2 separate regions of the Macaca fascicularis genome follow, and region 2 is linked to region 1. A link is a contact called in public Hi-C data. All regions are on one chromosome and are shown on one strand. The core of a region is the stretch at or near the end of the contact, and the rest is flanking DNA. Distances in the headings are between cores, read along the strand shown.

Evidence for each region. Hi-C and Micro-C count contacts between places; a contact is called where the count stands out from the background.
Region 2: a Hi-C map of liver shows a contact between it and region 1, with 4 times the contacts expected there. The contact joins two enhancer-like sites. A contact is called at or near these places in 2 of 2 Hi-C or Micro-C datasets (liver and skeletal muscle).

What each region holds. Positions count from the first base shown.
Region 1 is chr1:168,335,677-168,342,167 of T2T-MFA8v1.1, reverse strand. The region is part of intron 7 of PDE4B (phosphodiesterase 4B); the gene reads left to right. Among named protein-coding and RNA genes, the nearest start is that of SGIP1, 200 kb to the right of the region's middle. Within about 2 kb of position 2,292, at least 2 of the 6 cell types and tissues checked have an H3K27ac peak or open chromatin away from gene starts, as enhancers often do. A contact at or near this core is called in liver, where this site is marked.
Region 2 is chr1:168,404,024-168,410,514 of T2T-MFA8v1.1, reverse strand. All of the region lies in intron 6 of PDE4B (phosphodiesterase 4B), which reads left to right. Among named protein-coding and RNA genes, the nearest start is that of SGIP1, 270 kb to the right of the region's middle. Within about 2 kb of position 3,549, at least 5 of the 6 cell types and tissues checked have an H3K27ac peak or open chromatin away from gene starts, as enhancers often do. A contact at or near this core is called in liver, where this site is marked.

The DNA.
Region 1 (6,491 bases), core at 1,043-3,542:
CAGGGATTTTCCAGGCTGGGGTAAAGCTCAACCAACTGCTTCCCTGTGAGGAGGGCTTTGCTGTGTGACTTCTCCAAATCACACTGGGACTCCATGTAGAAGGACTTCCACAAGGCTTGAGCCTACTTTGGAGCGTTAGCAGACACTCTGTTCCCTGTATTTTGTGATAATTGACGGCTATGCAAGATGTAGATCCAACATTTATGGGGTAGTTTTTCAATAGCTTTCACCATAGAGAATATGGCAAACTTCAGTAGTCACTAAAATATGCTAACTAGAGTCACCAAGATAAAGCAGACAATTAACTCCAAGAAGAGAAAAAGAGTACCCCCTGAGAGACTACAAGTTGCCATTAATTTTCATTTTGAGTGTCAATATGCTGTAGTATTCTAATCCCATTCATGCCTAGAGTGCTGGAAATAGACATTGACTGTCTTGCAAATTTATAAAAACAATCTTATTCAGCATAGTAGTTAGTAAGGCTCTGAGACCAGGCACTCTGTAGATACGGGTGAGGATTCCAATCCCTCAGGCTTCCGCTCCTCCTTTATGGTGTTGTGTGCAGGAAGCAATGAAAGTTGAATAGAGCTAACCCTAACAAAAGGGCTAACCTTCAATGCTGACACAGTTAGCTTAAGTAAAAAGCATGCAGCCTCAGTCATTTTCTAGATCTACAGTGGAAAGATTGTCAGGCAAAGCAATTATTTAGTGCATGAATGATGCCCAACTGACAGCTAAGAATAAATTTTAAAAATATCTCTTTTTACTACCTTTTAAAAGATTATTGATTATTCAGATAATTGTCTCAGGTTAAACTTAAGCATAACATGCACCATGACACGTATGATATAAGGCAATGAGGCCAGGGTGTGGTGGCTCACACCTGTAACCACAGCACTTTGGGAGATTGAGGCAGCACTTTGGGATTGCTTGAGCCCAGGAGTTCGAGATAATGCAATGCAAACATTTTTGTGACCACCAGAAAGAAATTGATCTGCACCCGTTCTTTGGGAACTGAATTATCCGTGGCAAAAAAAAAAAAAAAAAAAAAAAATTATATTGCATATTCACTTTTCAATGTTGTTGAAACTATCTGAGATTTCCATCCAAGTTGAAGTTGACATTTTAAAACTTTATCCTGATCATCACTCCCATTACTATGTAGTCTTATTTGGCCATATTTTGCTTACCCTTATCAACTAAGGAGCCAGGGTAAAAGTCTCTGAGTTTAAGATCTGGAAGTGATGTGAAGACATGTTATAGAGGGCGTGTACCTATCAGCAGTATCCACTACATTTTTGCAAAAACTCTGTGTTCCTAGTTCTGTTTCAGCTAAGTGCCCATTAAGTTTTGTTTGCAATATCTGATCTTAAGAATGGTGATAGGTGAAATCGTGTAATGCTGAGGGGTATTTGGGAATTACATAAGTGCAGTCTACATGCCACTGGTAGAGAGTTAATTGTGTTTGGTGGAGGAAGAGCAAGCATCTTTCATCTTTACTTCATCTAGCTAGGGTTGTGCTTTTTCAGTTTGTTTGTTTTCCTTAATCCTTTAAATTCTGAAGAAAACTGAGTGACTCAAATCTCCTAAAAGACTTTCTCAAATGTATTTCATAGCCCAGAGAGTTAGATGAGAAACATCGTCCTCTCTTTGGCCCAAATTTCTCTGATCCCTTAATGCTGGCCATGGTCCAAATGGAATTCCAGAATTTTAGAGAACGATGCTGCCAGGTACTTTAGTCTTGTAAATTATTTTCCTCCAAGAATTACTAGAAGATGGAATAAGTTCAGCAGAAGTTTTACAAGGCAATGGTATTGTTATTTAACATGAAAAGGATGGCTAGTGAACCTCCTGCCAGCTGCCCAAATTCGATTAGACATGTTAGAGCTAGCTGTTTTGCTTAACGATAGATTGCCTTCTTAGAATTGTTCATTAATTTTGTGTTTCAATTTTCATCACCTCCTGAATTAGAAGAATTGTCTTACACTTCAGCAAAATGCATCAGAGCATGAGTTCCTCAGTGGCAAAACAGTCAGATGTTTTGAAAACAGGATGCTTTGGCTCTCCATTATAAAAAGAGGAACGGAAAGAGAAACAGTATAGAAAGGAAGAAAGCAAATAGCCTCAGCAGGGTCCCCAGCCCAGCAACGGCATAAACAGTGACCTATCTTCCTGACCTTCACTGTGGCTCAGTTCCTGACCTCGTGTCACCAAAGCCAACCGACGTCATTAGAGGAGGATAGGAGGAATGGCGCAGCTGCTGTGAGGGTGACTAGAATTTCCTGTCTCCTTCCTGACAGACGCAGTCAGAAAAGTACAGGGTTGCAACAACAGTGGCTGAGGAAGGAGCAACCCAGAACAATCCTAGGGAGGCTAATTGTGACTGACGGGGAATGGGGAGGTGTTCCTTCCCTCATTGTACTGAGAAACCTAGTTTCTCACCTAGAATTTTCAGGTGAAAAACGTCAAAAGGGTCATTCTTACCCAGAATGCTAAATGTTTTTCAAAGGATGAACATGCTGTGGTATTCAGAAAGGAGCTATGTTCAAGCAACTAGTCACTGTCTTCACTTCCCCCACAAACGCCCTCCACTGTCCTTTTCGTTCTCCATTGGTTTTGCTCTGGGACTGTTTTATATGTAGTACAAAGGTTGGGTGCTGCTGGGTGAAAATGGATATTCTGTTGTTGAAAAGAGTGGCCCTGTGTATTAGTACTTTTTTTTTGTTTAGAATGAAGTGTTAGGACCTAGCACTTGAATAAATGTTTGCTAAGATAGAAATGGGAGATAGATGGTCCTTTTTCTCTTAAGGCATTGTGAAGTTGGCTACAGATAACCATCATGGGGAAGTGAGTCCTCCTGGCTATGCAGGCTTATTTTTCCAGTTCTTCGGGTGCAGCCATACTAGAGTACTAAACAGGGAGCACGAAGGCAACTAATTGCCAGTGCTCTTGGGTGTGCGGGATAAAGTCACACAATTCTACCAGGCCCCAAGCCAGCTGGGAATTAGGCTGCATGACACTGGATGGTGATCATGACAGGCTGATTGCCCTAATGAGGGGTAAACCATTTTGTATTTAACTGAATAATCAATAACTATGGAAAATGCCAGCTCCTGCAGAACTGATAGGAAATAGATCTTACTGGCCAGTGGATTCATGTTAGAGCTCCATAAGAGAGAAGGTAGACAGGTGTTCAGTCCTTGAAAGGAATATTCATGCCACTTTTGCCTAAAATGTAATGATATGATTGCAGCAGTGCCACCCTAGCATAAGATGGATCCTTTTCCTGGGCTCTGTGCTGTAATCAGAGGGCCTTAGCCTGGCCTTCCTTCTGCTGCCCTCCATCCCAGGAAGTGAGGAGTTGGCCGGGCCAAGGGAGCAGCTTTGCTCCCCTCTCTAAACTACATTTTGCATCTGCTGGACCCCCACATTCTCTGTCCAGATGGCTTTGAACCCACTTCCCAGCCATACAAGCCTCTTCCTGGAATGTGCTGCAGGCATACACACCCTTAGACCTAAGGAGTTTAACCAAGAGGCAGCAATGACAGGTGTGAAGACACTTGTGTAGAAGGAATTTAGGCAACCAGGTGGTGGTCCAGGGCTCACACCAGCTGCTCACAGGTCCCTGGAGATGGAAGGGCATGGGGAAAGAGGGCCAACCCATATCCAAGGAGTTCAAGAATTTGAAATTCAACCTGACCTTCCAGGCTATTATGGAGGAATATCTGTCAAAGTACAAGTAAAGGAGATAGCTCAATGTATATCTTTGTATATTTAGACTTATGGTTTGTAGCCCCACGTGTGTTAGAGGTGAGCCTGGATTAGAGGGCAGAATAGAATTCTGGTAGCCAGGTGGGCACTCATACATTTTTTTTTTGGTTCAAATTTTCTCTCTTTACTGCTCAGATTTATATAGACTAAATTATGGAGGGAGCAAAATAAAGTGAAGAGAGCTTGGAAATAAGCCATGAGTTTGAGTTCTAGCTCTGCCTTCCCTTAGGTATAGTATTATAGACAATAAAACTATTTAGAATCTTTCCATTTTCTCTTCTGTAAAACAAAATAGTTGGAAAAGACTCAGCTCTTCAGTTTATTGATTGAATAATATTAGTAAACAACAGAACTACCTTTACAGATGTATGCAGTCATTGTGCTAAGCTCTTTACCTCATTCTATAATCAATATTCACAGTAACCCTTTGAAATAGGTACTGTTATTATTCCTGCTTCACAGACGAGTAAAGTGAGGCATAGAAAGTTGAAATAACTTGCCTAAGGTAAATCATAGAGCCAGGAATCACACCCAGTTCATCTGACTTACTATCAATGATCCCAATGAGGCATATAAAGATAGAAAAAAGTTTAGAGTTATTTAGTAATTCTTCTAAGGGGATTTTGGATTGGTTGGTGGGTGATCTTGTTCTTTCAACTGTGGCAAGCATTAGGGAGGCCTGGTTCAAATTTATATTCTGTAGCTACCATACTCACAACCTCTAGGATAGCCATTAATTGCCCTAGGCTCAGTCTTCTTGCCTGGGAAGCAGTGTCTCCTAACATAGATAAGGGTAAAGAGCAATCACAATTATAGAAAATGGTTATAAAGTGCTCATAAAAATGCAAATAATGGTATTAAACTAATCCATTTCCTATTTCAGATCAATTTGCTAACTTCAAGATCTGTTTCTTAAAATTCTCCAACATGGCCTAAGATAAGATAATAAAGGTTCGTTCAAAGGACTATAGACTACCCCCAAATTCCCTTTTTCCCTGCTTCTCAAAATAAAAAGGGAAATAGAGATAAGCTATTCTTACTTTTTTAATTTATATTATCATTCAAATAATTGGGGCAATTTCATTTTATGCCACAACCTTTCCAAGGCATGGAACATGACCATAAAATAGAATTAATGCTTCAGTAATATGTAAGAGAAATTTTTGGAGGTAACATGTCCACTGTTTTTCTTGGGCTTTGTCTTCAAATAAAGATGAAAGAGAAGGTTAAGCTATTTATTCTTTGTCAATGTTTCAGTTACTCTTTCTATGACAAAATGGAGTTGTACTAGTGAGTATTAGTATTAGTGCAATTCAGTATTCCAAGTTCTAGTCTTCTCAAAACTTAGCAAATCACAGAGTTTGAAGGTTATTTGGTGCTTTGTAATAAGTTTGATTTGTAATCTGTTTTGTTTTATTTAAATAGTTCTTCATTGGTTTTAACAGAACCATTTCCTTTACTCAATGGCAATCCATTTGACCCAATCATTCTGCCTAACTCACTTGAAAGTCCCCAAGTGAGCAAGTCTCCAAAAAGCAAGCAGATATGAAGTAAGAGGACATTGCCTTTGATTGTTTTACCTCTGGTTAGCTGACGAGAGAGCATAATAGTCTCAAAATCTGATACATAAATCACTTTAAGGTGACCATCTTTCTCCACATTAGGGAAAAAATAATAGCTATGTTTAGATTGTCAAATATAAATGTAGAACACTAGTCTTGAAAAATAGAATTCAACACATTAGCAGAATAAATGTTTGGTCTCTATTTTTAAAAAATAATTCTTTCTCATCTTTTTAAAACTTTTTTGGTTTTTTTTTTTTTTTTTTTTTTTAAATATGTCCCAGTCTAAAAGGCTCGTAGGTTCTATGCCATTGTTATCTATGAAAGAAAAACCAAGGGTGGAGCTTGCATTTGCATTTTTCTTCCAAAACATTTTTCTTCTGAGTAAAAGTGTGCTCAACAAGTAGAGATAGCTCAGATATCTGGAAACCAGGACTTACTAAACAAGAAGATGCCAGGGCAAATTTGTGCTTCAGTCAATAGGTTTCACGCTCTTGAAGGCACGGTGCCAGTTGTCAATGTGCTTTCCTGAGCATCCTTTCCCTCTAGCATTTTTCAGGGACCTACCAGCCCCTCTCTGTCTTGCGCACTTGTACGTGATGTTTCCCTCAAGTGGTGCCAAACTGTTTAGTCTCTTGGATATTTCACTGTAACTTCCTTTGTTTGATTGACTTTAAAGTAGCCAAGTGCTTCCACAAAGAAAGGACTCTTAAGTTATTTAGAAATGAAGAAGACAGTAAAATTCCTGTTTCTTTTGTTTCTGTTTTGGGAAGTGCCTGATAATTTTTTCTTCTTATGGAGTAGATTTTAAAGCTATAAATCATGCCATTCTGTTCATCAGTCACTTTTTTCCTTCTGCTAATTACTTGCAATTTTAAAATATATCACTTTTGAAATCTAGAGCCCCCAAAGATTGAAGTTTAGCAAATGTATTAAAATAAAATGTATCTTCATGGCTCAGTCACTTTCATCTTCTAATTTTTTTAGCTACTCAAAATAATTATAATTTTTAAATTAATTATTAAACACTTTACATGGCCGCCATCCCCTCACTTTTTGCTAACAGCGTAGTGCATAATGTTTTAACTTTAAGCAATTATAAAAATGAAATTTGAATACAGATACCAGGAAGTAAAAATGACTAAGCCAATTTTTAAA
Region 2 (6,491 bases), core at 2,300-4,799, 67 kb before region 1:
AAGAGAAAGATTGAGAACGAGAAAAAAAAGTGAAAGAAAGATATTAAGTAAAGGTGAGTTTACTCTAGAGCCCTGAGATATGAAATACAAAGAAGTAAATAGTACTCTATGAACTTCAAAAACCTGGCGTGCTGCATGTACTATTTCCCTTAGAACTGTTATTGAAAGAAACAAAATAGGGTGTTTTAACATATAACTCGTGTTACATACTTGGAGATCAAAGGAGGTAGTTTTGAAACTCCAATCATTTCATCATATTGGCCTACCAGTGAGGCAATGTTGCTCACATTTCTGTTAGACAAATTTCTGTTAGCCAAATATTCAACATCAGTTTGAATATTTAGACAATGTTTTCTTTTTCTTGTAATAAATACTGACAAACATTAGGAGAATATGTAAAATTTATGGTTCTGTAAATTAGCTCATTAACCAAAGATGTGGTTGGAAAGATCATTTTGTGATTATTGGCACAGCAACTACAGCTTGACAACTAAGGCTTCTTTTGATAAAGTCTTCTCAAACAATGGAGCAAAGAAATGACAATACCACTCAGGCAATTTGTTTCCTTCTGTCTCTGTGGCAAACTACAAAAATCCTGGCTTTTCACTGGGAAGAGAATGTAGTGATACCAATTATTACGTAATTATGGGTTTCAAAATCTCCTTAACGTTTAGCCACGGTTAGGAAAGGAAGGAGGAGACACACATCCCGTGTTTTGTTCTTATTATCAGCTGAAATAAATCAGGCAGATTTTTCCTGTTATTTTAATATTTATCAGCATATGACAAAGAGGTGTGTTTAAATAGAAACTTTAAAGGGGAATGAAAAATAAGTGGCTCAGAACAAACAGAATTGAGAACTGGAGTGCTGCTTAAAAAGTAAGATCAGGTTTTTATTTGTCAGTACTGACGTTGAATTCATGTATTTCAATTGAAATCTAAGATAAAAGGTACAAGAAATCTACAATAATTTAAACAGATTTAGCAACAACCCAGTTTACTCAGAAAGCCTGACTTAGGTATCTCTATTCTTGTATAGGAGCAATTCAGAAGAAGAGAGAGAAAGAGAGAGAGAAATACCAAATCTTAAAACACTTTATTTTTTTGAATATATAAAGGAGAAAAAATGCAATTTATTTTAAAAGCTAATAGTCAGAAACCATGGTAAATTGGTACATTTACTTTTATAAATTGATTATTAACAGAAATATTAAATAGATAAATCAAAGGAAAACTCTCCGTCTGAAATACCCTTCTTCGGCCAGCGTGGTGGCTCATGCCTGTAATCTGAACACTTTGGGAGGCCAAGGTGGGCGGATCACAAGGTCAGGAGTTCAAGACCAGCCTGACCAACATGGTGAAACCCCATCTTTACTAAAACTACAAAAATTGCCAGGCGTGGTGGCACGTGCCTGCAGTCCCAGCTACTCTGGAGGCTGAGACAGGAGAATCTCTTGAACTTGGAGGCAGAGGTTGCAGTGAGCCGAGATCATGCCACTGCACCCCACCCCAGGTGACAGAGCAAGACTCCGTCTCAAAAAAAATACACACACACACCAGAAATACCCTTCTTCTCACTATCCAACCAAGGTTCTTATCAGCTCTCATGGCTCAATGCAAATGTCCTTTGCAAAGACATCTTATTTTTTCTTAAGTTGTCATAATTGCTCCTTATTTAAATTAAGGAGCAATTAAAGTTGCTATGGCAACAATTTAATTCTCTTAAACAATTTAATTTAATTCAAGGCTTCTTGTATGTCTCTCCCATTGGAGATAAAGCTCTTGAAGACAGGGACTATGGCTTATCTATCTTTTTATCACTCGTGGTGCTTTTGTGTAATTATTTTCACATAGTAAGAACACAGTAAGTGTTGAATTGACCAGGAGAAATACTAAAATTTAGGGACTTTATGTGAAGAAAAATACATATAAAATAAAATTTTAATAAAAAGCCAATATTTTTATCTCTATTGCTGTGAAAAGTATTCAAATTGTGTTTTTTCTCTATGAAAAGTTAGTTATTGCACTGAAGTTAATAGAGGTTTGAGACACACTCTGTAACTGCTTATATATGTTAGTGTGTTCATATAGGTTTTGAACAAAAAGAGTGAAATCTAAGAAGCTGGCATTTAGCACTTCGAATAAGAAAGCCAGAGTAGAGCAATGGAGAATTTTAAGCCCAGAAGGAACGAGGAAGTCATATGCTCCCAGGTTGAGGAGAAAGACACAGTAAATCCTCCTGGGGGTGTCGAAAATGCCAATGTTATAGTTTAATGAGCATCTGAATTTGTTTCACATTTTGCCTTTCACAAGCATAAATTCCAGGCTCTCCCTACATGGTGCTCAAGGATTGAAACAGAAAGGAAAAAAAACAGAAAAGAAGAAAGAAAACTCCAAAACAAGGGAGGAACTTGAATTCTGTCACCTGTACATATTCACAACAGAAAATTGAAGTAATTCTCAGGATTTCGGGTCCCAAAACGATTTGCAACAGGAAAATGGGGTGCATGCATACACACATGTGTGTGATAATTGTCCCCCTTTTGCCACGCCATCCTATCCTTTGCTCTTCAATAGTAATCATACATATGTCATGACAGTCAGAATTTACTGAAAAGATAAATTATCAAGTGTCAACTGTCTTTACAGAATGATTTTTTTTTGCTTTATAGAGGGACTGGAGAAGTATCCTTTTAATTACTAGCACATCTGAGTCATACAAATGTGTCTTAATGTAAAATAATATGTATCATGTATACAATATTTTAGCAGCCAACTTGATACATAAGGTGGGGTGCTCTCTACTAAATTTCTTTTTCTAAAATTTATCAGTAAATTTACTGAGCAGAAACATTATCACTGGAAACAGGTGAGATGTTATGAAAAACAACACAGAAGTCTATGGGTCACTGGAAATGACAGCGAACCATAGCAACAAAATGACTAGGGAATCACTTTGAGGACTTCAAGCCAGATTGCTGCAGATACTAACGATATGAAAGCCTGGATATCCATAGCCTTGATTTATGGTGGTTTTCAACACCAGCCAATTAGAATACATTTCAAGAAAAGACCGTGTTCGGAGAAATCTGATGAGACAGTATAGAGCTTTCCAGTAAAGCCTGAAATAGGTTGGCCTATGTGAGAAACAGGCTTAATTAAGGTTTTTCCAGTGCTCACGGAATGCATTTCTTTTAATATGTGTCTAGGCCATTCTGGGGAGGAATTGGCTTTTTACCAGTTGATAAAACAGAAGAAGAGGCTTTCTCTTTGGAAACATATTTCTCCATATGGGTTCTGCCCATAACTTTACTTGATTATGACTATCCTTCCAGAGGTTCATGTGAGTGTACCAGATGCAGGGTCTCTTCAAGTAGTGGACAAGAGGGTCAGTGAGTTATCTTCGATTTTAAGGAATTCAGAAAGTCATGACATTGATTCCATTCTCATTTTTTGCCAGAGCTTTCAGGACCTGTGATGAGACAGGGTCTATGTGTGCATGGGTAACGGGCTCTCTGAGAACCACAGCAATAGCCTGAGAGCAGTGCTGCATCAGATGACTGGAAATGAGGCCCAGCATAAGCAGAACCTTTGCTTGGTTTCTACATTAAGCAAGAACTGTCAGGCAAGATTACAACACTTATGGACAAATAGGAATAAAATCAATCTTGTGACCAAAAGCTGTGACCAGTCATGATAAAGGAAGGATTGGAGGGAATTATAAGAAAAAAGAAAAAGGAAAGAAAAGAAAGGAAAGGAAAAAGAAAAAGTCAGAAATATCAAACGATGTTTTCTTCCTTATTCTGAATTATGAGTGCTGAATTATTGCAATAATTGCCTTAATTACTCACCTTTAGTGTTTAGACAGCCTGCATAGAAAATGATAGCACAAATGCACCAGAAAAGCCCCAGTTATTTTGAGAATAATTTCCAAATGATTGTTTTGTAATAATTGTTTTTGTCTAAAATAGCCCTCTTGTGAAAGTTTACCACAGAGCATCAACATTGAGCTGTTTATATTGATTTGCAGTTATTTCATACGTATCTAAAATTAAGTATTGGTAGTCATAAAAACGTTAATACCTCAGCTAAAGTGCAAACGTTAAAATGTTTCCCTTAAGCAGGTATTGTCAAATATAACATCCTGCTTATTATGGTTATTTCACTAGTTCAAAATTAATTTGCAAATTTAGCATAAGTATTTCTTCTCTTTGAATGAAACCGATGAGACCTGCATCTAAGTTCTCACTAGCTGCCTGAACAGTGGAGTCCGTTCCGTGTTGACTCCACTTCACATTTTTGTACTGCTGAGAAACACCATCCACCCACCCTCCCCTTGAAAGTTGGAATCATGCATGTTAGTAAGTATTTCAGTTATGCTATTGACGTCAATGGAGTCATTAAATAGATTGCTGGCCCTCCCAGAGGCAAATCGCTGCCAGGGACCTAGATACAGACACGTTTTTTACAAAGACAACCATCAGGTTTTGCTATAGCAGTAAGCCAGAGAAAGGAAAAAGTTTATACTGTAGCAGACCTATCTCCAAACACAGTTTCTTTCTTTCTTTTGCATTTTAATTCCGGCCTTTCTTTCTCTTTGGTTACAGTAGGCTGGAGCAGATACCCAGATATTGTTGCCTGAATGTTTTGTGTGCAAAAGCATCTCCTGTAATTGAGACCTTGAAGGGAAGTACCCCATTTTCAAAAATGAGTCTCACCTTTTGCTCTACACAGCCCAGTTGACTTGGTTGCATAAATTATCTAGGCAAATCACTATTGTCTGCCAGTAAGGTTGTGTTTGATATATATAGTTCCCTGAATAAACAGTCTCCTCCAAACACACACACTTGTGTCCTTTCTGCCATCTCTGCGTGGCATGTAGCTGCATCCCCTCATCTATGAATCAACCTTTATGCAGCTAGCACTGTGCTGTAGCATTGGGGATCTGCAGCAAAGGGTGGAGGAGGAGGCTGGGAAGAAACTTCACTTCTCTCAGCTCAGCTGCCTCATCCGCAGCGCTCCCACAGGAGGCTGTCCACGTGCCTGTGTCCTCCCAAACCCTAGCTGCTGCCTGCCTGCAACCTGGTCCTGCAGCTCCCAGGCGTGGCAGGCAGAACCCTTTAGGAAACATCTGCCTCTTTCTGGGCATTCTTGACAGCTCTATTTACCTGCACAGCCCCAGGAGTCAGAGCCAGAGATTCGCCTCACACATCTGGACTCTTCCACCTCCAGGATTGAAGTTAGGGAGACATCTGGAGCAGACAAATTTCTTCAAATCTGATTGTCAGAAATTATCCCCTTGGTTTTAGAACCTATTTCCCCCCTCAGTCCTGTTCCTTAATTCCCCGGACACCCCCAACCCCCATTACTTACCGATAAGTTTGTATATAAATGCCAGACACCTGACTACCTCTGGTAACCCCTTTTGGTTCATCTGGAGACCCAAATTCATTCCCCTACGCAACTGTCCTTTTTCCTGTTTTCCTGACTTTGAGTAGCATCTTCATCATCCACCCTTTTATCTCCCTCTTCGCCTACCACAGTCAACTCCTTTAGTCTTTTTCTCTAATCTTTCTTTTTCCTTTTCTCCCCTACTTCCTCTGCCTTTGTTTATTGTTCCATCATCCTGTACTTAAAGTATTATGGTGGTCCTCCAACTTGTTATTATTGTCCTCATTCTTTCCCCACTCTAAACCAGCTTCCATTCTGGTATTAGAATTCTTCTTTTTTGGGGCGTGGGGGGAGCGGGGGATGGGGTCTTACTCTGTTGCCAGGCTGGAGTACAATGGCATGATCTTGGCTCACTGCAATCTCAGCCTCCCTGCAACCTCAGCCTCCTGGGTTCAAGCGAATTTCCTGCCTCAGCCTCCCATTTAGCTGGGACTACAGGCACCCGCCACCATGCCCAGCTAATTTTTTGTATTTTTAGTACAGTCAGCGTTTCACCATGTTGGCCAAGTTGGTCTCAATCTCTTGACCTTGTGATCTGCCCACCTCAACCTTCCAAAGTAGAACTATTCTTATAAACCCCAGTTATGGTTATATTATTTTCTGTTTTAGCTACACTTTGCCTTCAAGATAAGACCTAAATGTCTCGCCAGGCATGCAAAAGCCTTTAGAATTTTGCTCTCCCTCTTTGTCATCATTTCCCACTTTACGCTGCCACCCCCCTGCACAACTGATGGCTGAAGTGCACTGAGTATATGTCCCTGAAATACACCAGGATCTTCTTGCTTTCCTGCTTTCATATATGCTGTTTCTTCTACCTGGTTGCCTTTTCCCCAAAATGTCATTTACATATTCAGCTCAGGGATTTTTTCTCATATTGTCACTGTGAACAAATTCTATATATCATCTGATTCTTGGATTCAGGATTAAAATAAATATATAGTCTCAATTCAGGGCCTGGCCCCTGATATATACTATACGCATAGGAAACACTACTTCCTTTACCCATTTCCATCTGGAAAGTGCCTTTTAATCCTTCATCTT